3 separate regions of the Sus scrofa genome follow, and all the other regions are linked to region 2. A link is a contact called in public Hi-C data. All regions are on one chromosome and are shown on one strand. The core of a region is the stretch at or near the end of the contact, and the rest is flanking DNA. Distances in the headings are between cores, read along the strand shown. Region 1 overlaps MYT1L (myelin transcription factor 1-like protein). Region 2 overlaps PXDN (peroxidasin homolog). Region 3 holds the start of PXDN (peroxidasin homolog).

Region 1 (2,700 bases), core at 43-2,542, 64 kb after region 2:
TGCCCCCTCCCTGTTTCCTTCCCCCAGGGCCGTGCTGAGTGCCTTCCATGGAAGCTGTGGTCCCGGGGGCACGGGGACCCTCTGCGCCGTGTCAGCGTGCAGGGCGCCGCATGCGCAGGTGGAAGGAAAACCCATACGATGTACGATACTTCCCGAGAGTCACACCAAGACCCCGCTCTGTACTTCGTGCGCTCATTCGGGCTACGCAGACTCTGCCCGCAGGCAGAGAGGCTGCTGGTCTATTATCTGCGCCTGTATCTGCCCCCCGGCCGGCGGCGCGTGCACTGCGTGGTCCCAGGCAGCGTCTGTGAAAGGGGACGTCCCGTGACGTCTGCAGCGATGCCACGAGGTTTCTGAGCATCTCTCCAGACACTTTTCCAGGTTAAACTGTCTGCAGGGCGTCCTGCTGCGCAGCCTGGTTTGGGCACCTCCAGCCAGGTGGCGTGGAGCCACCGAGTCCCTCACTCCGCCGGCTTCTGCCTGGCTGAGCTTCGACACATTTTCTGCCACGGCTTTTAGCTGTTCAGGAGGAGGGCGAATCTTTGTACAGCAGGTGTTTTCACTGTTCTTCACAAGGAAGCTCAGAGCTGTTGACAGACGAGATGTTTGCCTCTGGTGACCACGCTGGACTCCCCAGAGGCTGAGTGACCACCATACCCGCGCCCTTCCCCGAACCCGGCCGGGGTCTGGGCTTGCTCACGAAGCTTCTATGTTCCAGAGGCGGGGCAGGGGGGCGGCACCAGGCGTCTGCCTCCTGTTTGTACCCAGCGGGGCTGTCGGCCCTGAGGCCTGCTGCTCGGGGGCCAGGTGTGTCCCGTTGCTCCGGGATGTTTGGAGCTGAATGCTGTGCACACCGGGTCGCTTGCCCACGTGAAAGAGAAGGAGGACAGTGTGAGGCTGGACAGCAGCCACAAGGAAGCTCGGCCACACAGAAGCCAGCGGAGTGAGGGACTCAGGCGTCTCCACGAGACCAGGCTGCTGGTGCCCAGACCAGGACCTGGAAAGGGTCAACCCAGCCTGAGAGTCAGAACCAGACTTCAGTCTGAGGCTGATGCTCTTACTTCCCAGGGAACTAACTGCCAGCCGGGATGGACTAAATTAGGAGACAGAGACAGACCCACGGCGGGGTGCGTTTTGTGCGAACACGCCCGCACCGTGTTCCTGCCATTCCGATCCAGTGACTGCACCCAGCGTGGGTCAAATTTGGAAGCGTCTGGAGCAGGCCTGCCAGGCTCAGCGGGAGTCCCCGGCCAGGGCGCAGCGCCATCTAGCGGCGGCCCGTGCCCAGCGCTCGGCGGGAGTCCTCGGCGAGGGCGCAGTGCCATCTAGCGGCGGCCCGTGCCCACCTCCCTCGGGGAAGGGGGTGGCCCTGGGCGCCCGGGGTCCTCGCTGGTCCAGTCCTTGCCCTGAGTCAAGTCAGGAGTGACCCCGGTGGTCTCGGTGTGGAGGCTGGAGTTTGGAAGCGGAGCCCCAGGGGGCCCTTATGGAAACAAACGTCCCTAATTAAAACCAGCTTGCTCTGAGTGTGGGCTGGAAAAAGGCCACAGAGTCCAGACTCTGGGCAGCAAACAGTTAACCCGTCTCTGCACCAGTTGCCTGCTAGGTGGGCCCCAGACGTCTGGCACCGGTTCCACCAGGAATTCCAGAGACGGCTCCAGGCAAACACCGCCAAGGGCCTGGGAAGTGGGCAGAAGGAGGACGCCCAGCATTTTATCAGGACCCGCACCGAGGGGCGCTTCCTTCAGGAGAACATCACTGCCGAAAATCGTTCACTAGCAAATATTTCCAGGGGGTGAGGCTAAAAAACATGGGGCTGTGTGATGTCCACTGGCAGGAAAGTAAGAAACTCCTGGGGAACCGGCTTTAGCACCAAGTGCACTGCTCTGCTGCTTAGGGGAACTTCGACCTCATCCTCTGTTTCCAGGCTTTCTCTGAGCACGGATTCTGTGGGACTGCAGACCGAGATGGTGCGCGGCTCGTTCCCCGGGAGCAGGGGTCCTGCAGACACACCAAACCCACGTGCGGGCTGCTCTGAACAAGCACATTCTCCACCTGCAGCATCGCAGCATCGATGCTTTGGAGGAGCCGCCTCCTCCCTCGGCCCCCTCACCTCCTGCAGGTCACAGAGAAACCCCAACTGTAGGAGGCATTTCCTCTTGGGGCGTAAAGGGAAGGACGATGTTTCTCATATGCTTTTGTCAAAAAAAAAAAAAAAAGCCACCGCCAGGTCTGGGCGGCCAGGCCCACTCCTGGCCCTCCGCCCTCTGGCCAGGGCAGGCAGGGGTGCAGGCCATCCCGGTGGAAAAGGTGAATGTCCAGGAGGCAGCAGCTGCAGGGCTGGTAGCTGCCCGGTCACAGTTCCTGGACTGCGGTGTGGAATCTGGGTTCATATCAGCCAGTCTTGAGTTAAGAACAATAAGGCTGCTTTAGTGTCCTCTGTCCACGTGTGGCTTTAGTGAGCGAGGCCACAGTCTCAGCCTGGGAGGAAGCTCCACGCTTACGGGCAGACACGGACCTGTCTGCGGAGGCCAAGAGCAGAGGGCGTACCTCCTGGTGGGATGGCTGGCTGGGGAGAGGTCTGCCTGCTTTACTCCCTCTCGAAGGTCCACCCACGAGACCTGGGGGACAGGTTGCTTCTGTGGTGCTTCAGTTCCTGTCCTGCAACAGCAGCCCTGTGCCTGGACTTGCAGGCGTCCCGGC
Region 2 (2,700 bases), core at 81-2,580:
GACACAGTGGTTAACGAATCCGACTAGGCACCATGAGGTTGTCAGTTCGATCCCTGGCCTCGCTCAGTGGGTCAAGGACCCGGCGTTGCCGTGAGCTGTGGTGTAGGGTGCAGACGCGGCTCGGATCCCATGTTGCTGTGGCTGTGGTGCAGGCCAGCGGTTACCGGTCCTATTCGACCCCTAGCCTGGGAACCTCCACATGCCATGGGTGTGGCCCTAGAAGAGGCAAAAAGACAAAATAAATAAATAAATAAAGTAACGAAAAGAAATCTACTCAACTGCATACGTTTTCTTTTTAAAGAAATGCACAAACAGAAAGGGTCCCCTGCCTCGGGTCAAACCAGCCTGAGCAGCCCTGGCTGACCGGTCAGAGCTGGTTCCTTCTTAAAACGTGCACTGAACTCTACGGTAAAGTCTTACTTTTGTTTATCCTAAATTTATTTATTTAGTTAGTTAGTTACTTATTTAGGTCTTTTTAGGGCCGCACCTGCGCCATATGGAGATTCCCAGGCTAGGAGCCTAATAGCAGCTGTAGCCACCGGCCTACACCACAGCCACAGCAACTCAGGATCCGAGCCACGTCTGCGACCTACACCACAGCTCACGGCAACGCCGGATCCTTAGCCCATTGAGCGAAGCCAGGGATTGAACCTGCGTCCTTATGGATACTAGTCAGATTCGTTTCTTCTGAGCCACAATGAGAACTCCTATTTATTCTAAATTTATAAAGTCAGCCTTGTTCTTAAACCCTGCTAGTAATTCTTATGGGTTAAAAAACATTGTGTTTAAAGGGAATTTCGAACATATGGAAAAAAGAAACAAATTTCTCTCACAAAAAGAAAATGCAAATTAACACTATATTGAGAGAATATCTTTCAGCTCTAAATCCAGGGAAAACAAAACAAAAACAAAAAAACCTGTGCCCTTATCCTTGCATTTGTGTGCTCAGTATACGTAGAAGCAGGCGTCTCACACTTCAGGAGGGTCAGCGGCCAAGTCCCCGGACAGATCGCGGCCGCATGCGTCAGACTAAGTATTTCTTCACCCTCCTTTGCTTTTTACCCAGAAATTACTCCGCCAGGAATTTACTGCACAGACTTGTGAAACAAAATATGTACAAAAGGGGGGTTTTGTTACTGTTGTTTCTGTGAGTCTACAGCCTTATCCATAATTTCCAATCCAAAAAGCTCCCGAAATAAAATACTGATCCTAGCTGCTTTGTTTCCAAACCTTGATCTTTCCAGCGTGAGGCTCCGCCCAGCCCTTTATTCCTTGGACTATGAATAGCCGCCCAGTTTGCTACAGGATCTTCTGTGTTGACCCCAGGGCGGCAGCCAAGACTCTGACAGTACAAGACATGGATGTGGCCCTGGTGGGAAAAAATCCCAGATTTCCTAGAACTGCAAACAAGCAAAGGGTTTTGGATGAAGCCATATGGAGCCCTGAGCACAAAAGATGTGGGAAAGAAAGACTCCGAGTCCCCCGCCCGTGGGACCGGTGAGAGGCCTCGTCTGGCTGGTGGGGCCATACAGGCAGTCCTCGGGGGGGGGGGTGTCAGTGCTGGAACGAGACTCCGGGTCCAGGGGTGAGGAGGGGCCCTGGCCGCGTGCACCTGCACGCGCTGCCACCGCTTCCTGGAAGGGCGAGTCGTCAGAGCAGGTGGGCTGAAGGCGAAGAGGAGACGGGCAAGAGAATTCTGTCTATTCAGCTTGAAGCCCCATTTACCAAGCATCTAGTGACAGATCATGAACACGCAGAGACAAGAGCCAAAACTGAGCCTGTCTCGAAGGCTCTGCAGGGCCCCGAAATTGCAAACGTGGCCTTTAAGAGCCTCAGAAGACAGAAAGATGGGCGCCAACCCCTCCGGGGGGCGGGGAGTGAAACAGGAAACTCTAGGTCGGGCCCCAAGGTGCTCCATCCCCAGGAGGAGAAAGAAGCAGAGAAGAGGGCAGGCCTCCGGGGCAGGGGGCTGTGCATCTGGAAGGAGAAGAGACCTCGTGTTGCTCTGCTGCTTCTTCACCCCAGGCGGGTCCTCAGCCTGCAGTTCCCCCGCCTCGGGCAGAAGGACAGTGATCCCAGCAGAAGAGCTGAGATGCAGGAAGGATCAGAGACCCGGAGGTGACCGGGACAGGCACGGCTAGGCCAACAGTCACGGTACAAAGGAATAACCACTCATGCTCAGGAGTTCCCGTCATGGCTCAGCAGGAACAAAAACCAGCATCCATGAGGACAGGACGCGGGTTCGATCCCTGGCCTCACTCAGTGGGTTAAGGATCCAGCACTGCCGTGAGCTGTGGTGTAGATCGCAGACACGGCTCGGATCCCGTGTTGCTGTGGCTGTGGTGTAGGCTGGCGGCTACAGCTCCGATTGGACCCCTGGCCTGGAAACATCCATATGCTGCAGGCCCTAAGAAGAGAAAGAGAGAGAGAGAGAGAAACAGGGTATGTAACTTCCAAACTAGAAGTCAAAATAGAAGATGAAAAATAATGATTTCAAAATAAGGCAAGGAACACAGAAAAGGTTGGATAAATAGTCGAAAATAATAGGTGGAATTTATAAATATCTTGCCAACTACAGCAAATGTAAATGGACTTATTTTTAAAGTCAGACTGAATTTTTTTTTTAATTTAGCTCCATTCTGTTTATAACAAACATTCAAAGTACATTAATATGGAAAGGTTTAGACCAAAATGATGAAA
Region 3 (2,700 bases), core at 47-2,546, 37 kb after region 2:
GAGGGACCCGCACCGCGGCCGCTCCCGGAGCTCGGCCCCGCTCTCCCGCGGCGCAGAGCAAGCCCGAGAGAAAACCGTGCGCCCCGCAGGGCTCGCGACTACCCGGGCAGGAGGCTCCCCGCGCCCCGGCCGATGCGGGGACGTGGGGGCGCTGCCGCCGTGGGTCACGGAGGATGCGCCCGGGAGGCTCCCCCAGTGCGGGGGCGGGGGTACCGCGCCCAGGGAGGACCGGGAAACCGGAGCGGGAACCGCCGAGTGGGAGGAGGGGAAGGAGGGGAGGGGGGAGGAGAGGAGGGGGGAAGCGGAGGAGGGGGCGCGGGGCGCGGGGAGGAGAGGGGCCCGGAAAGGGGCGGGAAGGGGGCAAAGGCGAGCGGAGGACGGCAGCGAGCAGGACCGGGCCGGGCGGGGCGGCCGGGCTTCCCCCGCCTGCTCCCAACAACTTCCCCGTCCAGCGGGGATTCCGAGCTCCGAACAAAGGCGGCTCCAGAGGCGGCGCGCGCTGCGCTCAGGTCCGCCCCCCGTGCCCCGGCCAGGGCGGACAAAGGCCCCGCCGCACCATCCTCCCTCCCGGACCCCGGACCCCGGCCCTCGATCCTCCCGCGCGCCTTGCCCCTCGGGGCCCCGCGCCCCGCCGCACTCACAGGATGGACGTCTGCGGCGCCACGGCGGGCACGGCCTCCAGCAGCAAATGCATGCAGCGCACGGTGGTGCGGAAGCACAGGCAGCGGCTAGGACACCCGTTGCCCGGCTTTTGGGCGACCACGGCCAGCACCCCCCAGCAGCAGCACATCACAAGCGCCAGCAGGCAGGGGCGCGCGGGACGCGCGGGGTGCACGGCCATGGCCCACGGCGCGCAGGACACGCGGACACTCGGACCGATCGTGAGGGCCCGGCGCGTCGGCTGCCGGCTCTGGACTGCGCCCTCCCGCCGCCCAACTGCGGCCCACGTCCCAGCTGTGCGCGGGGGGCGGGGGGCGCCAGCTGTGCACATGCGCGCGGCTCCTCCCTTCCCACCCCCACCTCCCCAAGGGCCGGGGCGGGGCGAGGACCTCCAGCCGTGCGTCCGGCTGCGGCGCCCCCTTCCCAGGGCTGCCTGGGGTGCCGTGTGGAGGCCAGGTTGGGCCCCCAAGTTCCAATCCCAGGTCTCCGCCCACGATCTGGGGCCTAAGCCAAGTTTGCTTCACGTCCTCTGGCCGCCGTGTCCGCACTATGCGAGAGGGTTTTTGTCCTTTTATAAAACACGTTGGGAGCGCCGGCAAGTCCCAGGCAGGATTCCAAGGGCTTGCTCTGTCTCTCTGTCTCTTAATCTCTGTCTCTTAATCTCTCTCTGTCTCTATCTCTTTCTGTCTCTCTCCCTTAATCTCTCTCTGTCTCCGTTTCTCTTTCCGTCTCTCTGTCTCCCCCCCCCCACCCCGCTCTCCTTGTCTGTCTAACACACAGACACACTCTGCTGCAGGATTAGAGCCAGGCTGCCGGGCTCCCCGGCGGAGCCCCTGAGGCCTGGTCACTGCCCAGGGCTGTGCACTGCTGCCCCCAGGACTGTTAGGAGGCAGCGCTGGACCAGGTGGACCCTCATGGACCTTTGGTTTCTCCCCTGTGGCCTCTTCCAGGGGGGCCTTGTCTGGAGCAGAAGCCCTGGGAAGGAGGGGCCCCACCTGCGTGTGTGTGTGTGTGTGTGTGTGTGTGTTCACAGCCTCACCCCAGCACTTTCCTCAAGGATCCAGTCTCTGCGGTGACAGTGGAGGACGTCAAAGCCACACAGTCACCAAGCCTCAGCCTCAGAGGCGCCTGGGTCTGTTCTGACACCCACACTGTTGCGTGACCGGAAGTGCCACAGTGGGGCTGAGGTGACCTGGCTCGCTCCTGCCACCCTGTCGGCAAACAGCTGCTCCTGCACGTCGGTGGGGCTGCATCTGGGTGCGGCTGAGCGGGGGTCTGGTTCTAGACCCCTCCGGAGGCTGCACGTCCATGACAGACGTTCTCACCCCAGTCACCACGTGGGGTAGCCGTCCAGTCACGCCCCCCGGGGGTCCTGCACACTGGCCAGTCCCGCGTCTCCCCCAGAGCCCACGCCCGGGGCCACACTCATTTTGCTTTTTCTCTGGGGACCCCCAAGAATTTCAGCCTTGCATATCAGAAACCCAAAACCTTACTCTCCCTGAAAATGTCATTTTTCCTCTGGGTCACCCATGTGTCCCTCCAACTGTTTCTCATACCTCGGGCCCGCAGGTCCGCTGCTCCACCCCCCAGCCCTGCAGCAACAGAGAATGTGCCGCTTCGACTGGGCCACTCCGCTGTCCAAATGGCTCTGGTCCCTCGGGTTTAAGTGGGAAAAGCCACATCTCTCCCAACACCTCAACCTGGGCCTCCCGAGGTCAGCTCGGGCAGCTAATTTTATGTGTCCATTGGCTGGGCCATTGGCCCAGTGACAGGCCACACGCTAGTCCCGGTGCTGTGCCAAAGGCCTTGGGAGGTGAGACTAACGTTGGTTCCTGTCTGCGACCGGCTGTCTAGGAGAGGAGGGGTCCCTCCTCCAGTCTGTTCAAGGTCTTAAGAGCAGGAACTGAGGTTTCCCGGAGAAGAAATTCTGCAGAGTCTCAGCGTGCCCTCCTGCGGGCGTTCCTAGTCCCCTGACCTGCCTCTAAAACTAGGACCTGCCAGGGCACCGGGGCGTGAGCCAGTCCTTAAAATCCCCTCCCC

What was found. Hi-C and Micro-C count contacts between places; a contact is called where the count stands out from the background.
Region 1: a Hi-C map of retroperitoneal adipose tissue shows a contact between it and region 2, with 1.8 times the contacts expected there. The contact joins two enhancer-like sites. A contact is called at or near these places in 1 of 5 promoter capture datasets (liver), 14 of 47 Hi-C or Micro-C datasets (alveolar macrophages, embryonic fibroblasts, fetal heart ventricle and 8 more) and 1 of 2 datasets of contacts at active chromatin or transcription factors (skeletal muscle).
Region 3: a Hi-C map of retroperitoneal adipose tissue shows a contact between it and region 2, with 2.2 times the contacts expected there. The contact joins the promoter of PXDN here to the enhancer-like site in region 2. A contact is called at or near these places in 13 of 47 Hi-C or Micro-C datasets (embryonic fibroblasts, fetal heart ventricle, fetal liver and 8 more) and 1 of 2 datasets of contacts at active chromatin or transcription factors (skeletal muscle).

What each region holds. Positions count from the first base shown.
Region 1 is chr3:132,278,798-132,281,497 of Sscrofa11.1, reverse strand. All of the region lies in intron 20 of MYT1L (myelin transcription factor 1-like protein), which reads right to left. Among named protein-coding and RNA genes, the nearest start is that of PXDN, 26 kb to the left of the region's middle. Within about 2 kb of position 1,292, at least 14 of the 83 cell types and tissues checked have an H3K27ac peak or open chromatin away from gene starts, as enhancers often do. A contact at or near this core is called in retroperitoneal adipose tissue, where this site is marked.
Region 2 is chr3:132,342,346-132,345,045 of Sscrofa11.1, reverse strand. The region is part of intron 8 of PXDN (peroxidasin homolog); the gene reads right to left. Among named protein-coding and RNA genes, the nearest start is that of PXDN, 37 kb to the right of the region's middle. Within about 2 kb of position 1,330, at least 8 of the 83 cell types and tissues checked have an H3K27ac peak or open chromatin away from gene starts, as enhancers often do. A contact at or near this core is called in retroperitoneal adipose tissue and subcutaneous adipose tissue, where this site is marked.
Region 3 is chr3:132,304,884-132,307,583 of Sscrofa11.1, reverse strand. It overlaps PXDN (peroxidasin homolog), which reads right to left and starts at 1,296. Exons shown (of 22, transcript XM_005662789.3): 1 at 642-1,296. The coding sequence starts at 991.